Linked DNA regions of Macaca mulatta: region 1 is linked to region 2. The links are chromatin contacts, called in public Hi-C maps. All regions are on one chromosome and are shown on one strand. Each heading gives the region's core, a stretch centred on a gene start, on an enhancer-like site or on the middle of the called end of the contact. The rest is flanking DNA. Distances are from core to core; before and after follow the strand shown. Region 1 holds the start of RPS24 (ribosomal protein S24). Region 2 holds the start of ZMIZ1 (zinc finger MIZ-type containing 1).

What was found. Hi-C and Micro-C count contacts between places; a contact is called where the count stands out from the background.
Region 1: a Hi-C map of fetal cortical plate shows a contact between it and region 2, with 5 times the contacts expected there. The contact joins the promoter of RPS24 here to the promoter of ZMIZ1 in region 2. A contact is called at or near these places in 3 of 14 Hi-C or Micro-C datasets (fetal cortex germinal zone, fetal cortical plate and liver).

The regions. Positions count from the first base shown.
Region 1 is chr9:71,606,507-71,611,111 of T2T-MMU8v2.0, reverse strand. RPS24 (ribosomal protein S24) reads left to right here and starts at 1,423. Exons shown (of 6, transcript NM_001261027.2): 1 at 1,423-1,475; 2 at 2,885-2,950; 3 at 3,044-3,253. The coding sequence starts at 1,473.
Region 2 is chr9:70,590,122-70,594,802 of T2T-MMU8v2.0, reverse strand. It overlaps ZMIZ1 (zinc finger MIZ-type containing 1), which reads left to right and starts at 2,053. Exons shown (of 23, transcript XM_077946513.1): 1 at 2,053-2,394. LOC114669967 (a long non-coding RNA gene) reads right to left here and starts at 575. Exons shown (of 3, transcript XR_003719346.2): 1 at 513-575.

The sequences.
Region 1 (4,605 bases), core at 174-2,673, 1.0 Mb before region 2:
AGCCTCCCCAATAGCTGGGATTAGAGGTATGCACCACCACGCCCAGATAATTTTTTTTTTTTTGTATTAGAGACGGGGTTTCGCCATTTTGGCCAGGCTGGTATCAAACTTCTGACCTCAGGTGATCTACCCGCTTCAGCCTCCCAAAGTGTTGGGATTACAGGCGTGAGCCACTGCGCCCGGCCTCTAGTTTTTTTTTTTTTTTTTTTTTTTTTTTTTTTTTTTTTTTTTTTATGAGACGGATTTTCTTCGCTCCTCTTGCCCAGGCTGGAGTGCAATGGCGTGATCTTGGCTCACTGCAACCTCCACTTCCCGGGTTCTAGCGATTCTCCTGTCTCAGCCTCCCGAGTAGCTGGGATTACAGACATTAGCCAACACGCCCGGCTAATTTTGTATTTTGTATTTTTTTTTTTTTTTTTTTAGTAGAGACGGGGTTTCGCCGTGTTGGCCAGGCTGGTATGGAACTCCTGATCTCGGGTGATTCGCCCGCCTCGCCCTCCCAAAGTGCTGGGATTACAGGCGTGGCCATCGCGCCCAGCCAAATATTTTTCAAACACTAATTTTGCATAAGGACCAAGATTTGCAGAAAAATACAAATTAAAGAGATCTTTTAAATGAAAAACTCATCATAAAAGTCTCAAAAAATAATACTTACGAACAATAAATTAGAATGGGCAATGTTAAGTACTTGAAATGACAAAGGTTTTAGAGTCAGGGTTTCTGCAGCTTCCCTAGCTGTATAAAGAGGAGACTGTTAGAGAGGATATCCTAAGATGCCTTCCAAGTTTACCCACCGCTAACTCGGAAGAAGGCAATTTATTTTATTTATTTATTTATTTATTTATTTATTTATTTTGAGACGGAGTCTCGCTCTGTCACCCAGACTGGAGTGCAGTGGCCAGATCTCAGCTCACTGCAAGCTCCGCCTCCCGGGTTCACGCCATTCTCCGGCCTCAGCCTCCCGAGTAGCTGGGACTACAGGCGCCCGCCACCTCGCCCGGCTAGTTTTTTTTGTATTTCTTAATAGAGACGGGGTTTCACCGTGTTAGCCAGGATGGTCTCGATCTCCTGACCTCGTGAACCGCCCGTCTCGGCCTCCCAAAGTGCTGGGATTACAGGCTTGAGCCACCGCGCCCGGCCGGCAATTTAAACTAATTTGGTTTACCGGAATTCAAATACGTACAATTCAACATAATAAATTGAACTGAAATTGAACACCTGCTTGCGTAAACCTAGTCGGCTCCAGTTGTTCTGCCTGCGGATTGGCCAGTCTAGAGTTCCAGGGGTGTGGCCAAAGGTCTGTGAGGCGGGGCCGTAGGCAGCTTCAATCAGGCATCGCCGCGGTCAGCCTCGCGGCGCGGCCACGCCCCCACGCCGGCGCTTCCCGGGGTCCTTCCGTGCGCGTTGATATGATTGGCCGGCGAATAGTGGCTCTCTTTTCCTCCCTGACTGTCCGGAGATAGGCAGCCATCATGGTGAGTCTCCCCGGGCCGGTGCAGTCATCTGCTGCGTATCCGAGCCATCCTTCGTCCCCGGGTCCCAGTATCTGAGCTATAGGCGCGCGAAGGCCGGTTGCTCTTCTCTGGCCGTTTCTGTCGGAGGATGGTTGTCGAGAGGCTTGGGGCTGTTGGCAGGGAATCCGGGCTGGCAGGCTGCGTTGCAGACCCGGACACGCTGGGCTTCGGGCTACAGCGCCTGGGCAGTGCAGGAACTGTTGGCGCTTGTTGACTTCGTGGAGCACAGTGGATGGGGGTGCGGGGTGGGATAGATGGACACTGGCAGGCACATCTCATCTGCAGTTCCAAATTGGGCTAGGTAGGCGGCTTGCAGGTGATGGTAGCCCAAGAGGTGAAGAAGGTGCCGGCAGCGCCTGGGCGAGTTGCGGCAAGTGAAACCATTCCCATGTGTAAGCTAGAAAACTTGTCAGCTGAGTGGATCTTCATGTTTCATACTGGGGAAACACGCCCTGGAAAGGGATGTTATAAAAAGGTAGTCCTGCCCTTAGTCATGCGTTATTAGCTTCTCCAGCATCCGTTTTTGACCTTATCTGCAATCTTTTTTTTTCGCCCAAGAATTGAGTACCACTGATGTGGATTTAATTTGGTGTGGTTTCTCAAAGTGAAATGGAGAAACTCTAGCAAGTCATTTGCTGCTATGAAAGTCTCTTGTGCCTCCTTTTTGGTAAAATTGTTAGCGTAAATTGCTTAATGCCTACATTCTTTGTTAGGTATTAAGTAAAGGTGCAGTTCAGTCCTTCAGAAGGGAATACCGTTTTCTCTGATCTCTGCTGTGGTCATTCTAGAAGGATAGATGACATGCACGTAGTGAGTACAAGGCTTGGGTCACATTTGTGCAAGACATGATAAACACAGTTCATTGAGTGTGACCTTTATATGAGCCACAGCAGTTTTTACCCCAGAGAAGTGATTCTCGACTCGGAGTGATTTTTCCCCTAAGGGAACAGTTGGCTAAGTCTGGAGACATTTTTGATTGTCACAACTGGGAAAGGTGGGAAGTCCTTCTGGCGTCTAGTGGTTAGAGGGCTGGGATTTTTATAGTTATTCTAAAACACACAGTCCCCACAACAGGAATTATCCATATGGAAATATCAGTAGTGCTGAGGTTGAGAAACCCTGCCCCAGAGATACACATAATCTAGTGAAGTAAGTTTACAGATTCATGTAAAACCGTTATATTTTCTTGGTGTTTTATGTATTTGTTAGGTGTATCCTGTGAATTTGGCCCTGCCGAGGGGGTTTTTACTTTAATTTGCTACATGATTAATGGCTACAAATTGGACTGCAGCATTCTAGGTCTTGAAAAATCACAGCAAGGCCAATAAAAGTTTGAGTAGTTTTATTAACCAGAGTGTATATGTTTTCAGAACGACACCGTAACTATCCGCACTAGAAAGTTCATGACCAACCGACTACTTCAGAGGAAACAAATGGTAAGGAAGGGCATGTCAATTTTTGCTTAATTGTCCTTTACTCTGAAGATGTATTTTATCATAGTGAACACTAAACTTGATATCTCCTTTTAGGTCATTGACGTCCTTCACCCTGGGAAGGCAACAGTGCCTAAGACAGAAATTCGGGAAAAACTAGCCAAAATGTACAAGACCACACCGGATGTCATCTTTGTATTTGGATTCAGAACTCATTTTGGTGGTGGCAAGACAACTGGCTTTGGCATGATTTATGACTCCCTGGATTATGCAAAGAAAAATGAACCCAAACATAGACTTGCAAGAGTAGGTGTCTTTTCATTTGTTCATCAGCTACTGAAGACCTATTTTTTTCAATGGCGTTGTGTTGTGAGTGTGGTAAAATGGGCAAGACCAAGCAATCTGGGAGACAACTCTGAAGGGATTAAGAAAAAGTTATTTGATAAAATGCACAGGTGGAGTACGGAGGTTCAAAATTGAAGTCTGGCATTTGAGCTGAGTTCAGAAGGGCAGCTGAAGTAGTGTTCTTGGAGTTGGGCTGGGGTAAGGGTTGTTTTCCAGAGGGGAAGTAAGGGAATGTGTTTGGAAAGGTAGCCTGGCACCAAATTCGTTTAGTTTGGATTAAGTCTGAGTCTGGGCTTAAACCCATAAGTAGCCAGGAACCAGGAAAGGTTTTTGATTGTATACTGAGTGTCAAACACTGCAGAGTGAACTATAGCAGTGATCTGGGCTAGCTCCCCAGTTTACATTCTAGTAAGAAGCATTACCTTGAAATGCTTCTTTTGTTTGTTCCTTTAACTCACTTTACCCCATGCTGTTAGATGAACCTTCCCATAGGATAGCTGTGAGGGAAAATTCTGGTGATGTCGTAGATAGAGGCTGCACTTTTTTTTTTTTCTTTTCTTCTGAGACAGAGTCTAGCTCCCAGGCTGCCGTGCAGTGGCGCAATCTTGGCTCACTGCAACCTCTGCCTCCCATGTTGACTCTTCTGCCTCAGCCTCCTGAGTAGCTGGGATTATAGGCATGTGCCACTACACCCGGGTAATTTTTGTATTTTTAGTAGAGACAGGGTTTCACCGTGTTGGTCAGGCTGGTCTCAAACTCCTGACCTCGTGATCCGCCCGCCTCGGCCTTCCAGTGTTGGGATTATAGGCGTGAGCCACCACGTCCAGCTGAGACTGCACTATTTTTTTTTTTTTTTTGAGAGGGAGTCTGGCTCTGTCGCCCAGGCTGGAGTGCAGTGGCCGGATCTCAGCTCACTGCAAGCTCCGCCTCCCGGGTTTACGCCATTCTCCTGCCTCAGCCTCCCGAGTAGCTGGGACTACAGGCGCCCGCCACCTCGCCTGGCTAGTTTTTTTTTTTTTGTATTTTTTAGTAGAGATGGGGTTTCACCGTGTTAGCCAGGATGGTCTTGATCTCCTGACCTCGTGATTCGCCCGTCTCGGCCTCCCAAAGTGCTGGGATTACAGGCTTGAGCCACCGCGCCCGGCCGAGACTGCACTACTTTTAACTGATTTTGCATTCATGTTCTCAGAAGGCCTTGCTGAGCTGGTGACATTGAAGCTGAGATCCTTGTAAAGATTTGAAAGTAGTCTTTGTAAAGATACAGAAACAGTCTTGTAGGCCCCAGGAATAGCAAGTGCAAAGGTGGGCAGAGT
Region 2 (4,681 bases), core at 804-3,303:
AGCTGGCAAATTCATTTTGCCTTCTCTCCCTCGGTGGCGGAAGGAGTGATCTCTCCGGCTCTGAAGGAGTTCAAGCCGAGGTCAGCGAAGCCCTCAGAAGGATGTTCTAAAATGGGGGTGGGGGGCAGTGCTCCGGCCTGCTTCCCCGGTTGGCCCAAGGTCCGCGCTGATCACCGCCCAAGAGGCCCGGGAGATCCGCAAGTCTGTGCTGCACGTCCGCACTCCCTTGCGGACCTCGTCAATCAGGAGGCGGCTCCGGCCGGGCCTGGACATCTTTGGCCCGCCCCAGGCCCCGGGGGAGACCCCCGCCCTGGCCGCCTCCGGGTGCCCGCCCCCGGCGGTGTCATTGTTCTCTGACGTCACGCCTCCGCCCCGCCCCTCTCCCCCCACCCTTCCTCCCCCACCTCCGGCTCCCCGCGCCCGCGACTCTGCAGCCTCCGAAGCCCCGGCAGTGCAAGGCTCCCCCCGCAGCCCGGCCGGGGCTGCGCCCCCTTGCGCTCTCCCCAACTTGCCTTTGTTATTCCAGCTCCCTTCCTTGCCTCGCCTCCGACACGGCGGCAGCCTGCAAAACGTGGAGCGCGGAGTTACCGCCACACCTGGAATCCGAAGCGGGCTCCGCGGGCTCCCGGCCGAAGCCGCCCCCGCCTGCCGGGGAGGGGAACGCGTGCGTGCGCGCGTGTGTGTGTCCAAAGGGGGCAACGCGGGCGCCAATTATGATTGGGACTGAGGGTACCGAAAATCAGGGGTGGGGGGCCTTGAGGAAGGGATATGGAAGAGGAAGTGGGAGAGGAAGGCGTGTGTGTGTGTGTGTACGTGAACGTGAGGATTTAGCGCCCAGGGGAACGTTTCGTGTTTTGTTTTTTGAGTGTATGTGGTGTGTACAGCGATGGGTGTAAGTGTGCAACTGCGTGTCTCTGAGCGTGCCTGCTGTGGCCGTGTAAGCGGGCATCTTAGTGAGGGAAAGTAAGCGACTGTGTGGGGGCGCGTTTGTGGTTTGGGGGGGAGCGTGTTTGCAATGCTGAGGGAGCGAACGTGTGTGCCGTTCGTGTAGGAGTTTCCGTGAGAGTGGCAGTGGACGTGAGCCAAAGTGGGCGCGTACTTGGATGCTCTCGGGGGTGGGTCGGCTAGGGGAACTCCCGCGAGTGGGTGCACCCAACTGCGCCTCGTGAGTACCTTAGCTCTCCGCTACCTCTGGCGGTGCCCAGTCTGGGGCAGAGGGCCGGGACCTAGCCTAGCAGCTCCCACGTAACCCGCGCGCACAGCGCCCCGGGCGCTCCGCGCCGGGCCTAGGGGAATCCACGCGCCTCTGGACTGTGCTAGGTGCCGCGGATCAACTGTGCGCAACCATCCTCGCTCCCCGACAGCTGTCGAGGGACCGCCCTCTAGTATCCCCCAAAGTCCTGGTGGTGGTCCTCTTCCCGCCCCACCCACCAGTCCCCGGGCTGTAGGAACAATTACAAAATCTCCTCCAGGGGAAGGCTTTGGAGATCCAGTTAGCAACTCGCTCAACCCCAATTAGGGTACCTGACAGCTCCCGGGGCCACGAGTGCACTCCAGGCTGGGGCGTGCCAGCGTGGGGCAGGGGCTCTCGGGTGAGCAGAGTGATTTTGGCTTCCTCCCCAAGGTGGTCTCTACCTCGGCTCAGCATTTCTCTCCCTCTCCAAACTTACTGGGGCTGAGGCCTGCAGGGGGGCTGGGGGCTGCAGGGGGCGTCAGGGAGTAGCGGAGGGAGTAGGGTAAGGAAGGAGGTGAGAGGACTGGCGGCGTAGCGGGGAACGAGGAGCCTGGAGGAGAAAAGCTGGGAAAGCGCCGAGACCGAGGAGCGGGGAAGAAAGAGAGGAAGGGAAGGGAAAGGAAAGGCGAAGGAGAGAACGAGGAGAGGCGAAAAGGAAAGGGGAAAGCCAGCGCAAAGCGCGAGCCAAGCCGAGCGGAGCAGAGTCGAGCCGAGCGCCGGCGGCGGCGCGGCGCTCCGCTCCGCCCTGACTCCGCACCGGCTTTTGTGGGCGGCCGGCGGCGCGGGGCCCTTTGGAAATAGAATAGCCAATGTAATCTGACACTTCAACTTGCTCGGCTCCGGGCGAGTTGATTCACTTACTCACCCCCTAACGCCGAGTTCCTTTTCACTGTCTGTGGACATTAAAAAAGCGAGCGGCGGCGGCGGGCGCCGGGGAGAGCTGGCGGCCGGGCGGCAGGCGGGCGAGCAGCGATCCGGCGGCTGAGCGAGCGAGCAACGCCGGCGCAGCGCGGTGACCCCAGCCCCAGCCGGCGCGGAGCAGGAGCCGGAGCCGAGCGGATCTCGGCGCCCTCGCTGCGCTTCTCCCGGCCCGAGCCTGCCCTACCCGGCGGTGGCGGCGGCGCGTCCTCCAGCGGCGGCAGCGGCGCTCGCAGCGCCCGGTAAGTTTGGGGCCAAAGCCAGGCGCCCGCTGGCTCCGGGGCTACCTCCCGCTCCCCGGGGACTCTCGGGGTGCAAGCGTGGGGTGTTGGGTGCTGGGGCTTTTCCCTTAAAGGGTCCCCCGGGGCGGGGCGACCGGCCGGCGGCGCGGGCTCCGCTCCGCTCCCCTTGGTGGCCGGGGGCGGAGGCCCAGCGGCCGGCAAGCTCCCGGCTGCGTGGAGCCGGCTGGGGCTGCGCGCGGGGGCTGGGTTTGTCAGGGTGTGCGGGGCGTAAGTGTGGTCGTGCGCGCGCGGACCCGGTGCCCGCCTCCTGCCGGCGCGCCTCCAGCCCTCGCTCCCTGCACCCGGGGGCCGGGCAGGACCGGGTATCGGAGGAGGGAAGAGAAGGACCGCCTTGGTCTCCTTCGCCTCCTCTGGGGAGATGCGAAGTTGTGCGCCTGTGTGTGTACAGGAACCGCTGGGGAAAGCGCCGGATTTCAGGGTGGCAAGGGGTGGTGGTGTTAAGTTGTGCGTCTGAATTTCCAGGGAAAACATACACTTTTGTAAATGGGAGGTGGGGGCGCGGTTAAGTTGTTTGTGTGGGAATTGCCCGGGGAAAGGCGGCGCGCGGTACAAACGAGGAACGCGGCGGGGTGTGTGTAGGGGTTTCTCCTAGGGCTTCGCAAGCCAGAGGGGCGCTCAGACCAGTGCCTGGACGGGGCTGCCCCGGCCAGGAGGGGAGCCCAGGGGGAAGATGTGCGTGTGTGTGTGTGCGCGCGCGTTGCAAATACGAAAGTAATTTCCCCGTGTTCTTTCTTCCTCTCCGTCTCCGGCGGCGGTGGCCCCGGGGGAGTGGGAGGCCAGCCGGGGCGGAGGTTGGGGGGCCGGGGCTGGAGCCGGGGTCGTGGGGGAGGCGGGCTCTGGAAGCTTGCTTCACATTCCTGGCGTCTGGGCTGGGGAAAAAACAGTGGGGAGCGCGGCCTCGGCGTCTAGGGCGCGGGCAGCGGGCGTGCGTCGCCCCCTCGCCGGGGACATCTGTCCAGGAAGCCGGCCGGGCGGGGAGAGGGCGCGGTGCTGAGGGCAGGCTCCCCGCCCTGGAGCGGTGGGGGCACGGGCGAGGGGCGGCCGCCTTCCCGGCCATTGTGCGCCAGCAGATTTTCACGGGAGACTGCCCCGGAGCCGCCGGAGAAGGCTGGGAGCCGGCCTCAGCCCCTGGTTTAAAAGACACTCCAGGAATGTAAACAACTCGGGCGGGAGGGCGGGCGGACGGGAGCGCGCCAGGGCAGCCGTCCCGAGGCCCCCCATCCCTCCCCGGGGGACAGCCCGTCGGCACTGCCGCCCTGCCCTATCCCTCTACCTGCAGCAAACTTTTTCTTTCTCTGCCTTCCCTTCCCACCTCGTCCCTCCAGCAGGTCACAGAGTGAGGGTCGCTCCCAGGTGGGCCAGGGGTGCTTGGCACTCTTGCCTGACCGGAGAGGCCTGGCGGCTGGGTCCCTGCTTCGGTGCCCGGAGCCCCGGCTGCGCCTGCCCGGGAGCCGTCAGCTTCCTGGGCAGGCAGTGCCCGAGTAACTGGGGCTCTGAGCCTGCCCGCCTGCCTCCCTCCCTCCCTCCCTCCCGCTGCTCCTTCCCCCGCGCGCTCTCCCCCTTCTCCTCTCCCCTGACTGCTTTTCCAATGCCCTGACATGAGGGAGGAAGATTTAACTTGGCAGCCCAAACAAATGTTCTCTCAGAGGTCCTCCAAGAAGCTGGCGGCTGGGCTGGCGGGGTGAGGGCATGGCTCGGCCAGCCTTTCCCTCCTCTGTGCTCTGCCATGGACATTTGGAGCCCTCTGGGTGGACAGCCCAGGGCATGGGAGAGTAGGGCCCAGCCCCAAAGATTTAAAAGGACAGTGGGCGGCCGCCTGTGGAAGCCCCTGGCTCCGCGCCGGGTGCAGAGCCACTCCGAGCTGCCTCCTGGTGCCAAGGGTTTTCTGAAGGATTTTCTTGAGCAACAGTTTGTCTCCCTGCTGCAACCTGGGAATCGGGCCTGGTAGACCAGAGGGTTAACCAGTGCCGACTCCTCCTCCCTGGTGGGTGTGAGGACAGGCTGGTTACAGAGGGCAGGGCAGGAGGCCAGAGGCTGTTCCCAGAGGTGCCTGGGTTTGCTTATTACTGTTTTTGAAGGTACAGATAAAGAGGCAGGCGCTGGGACTGGAGAGCCAGCCGGGCAGCTTGGCGCTGGTGAATTCCAGCCTGCCTTCGCTGGCGCTTGTAGGGTCCAGGGAGTGTGAATCTGCTGTTGAGCTATCGGGGAAGTTGAGATGAGAGAGCAG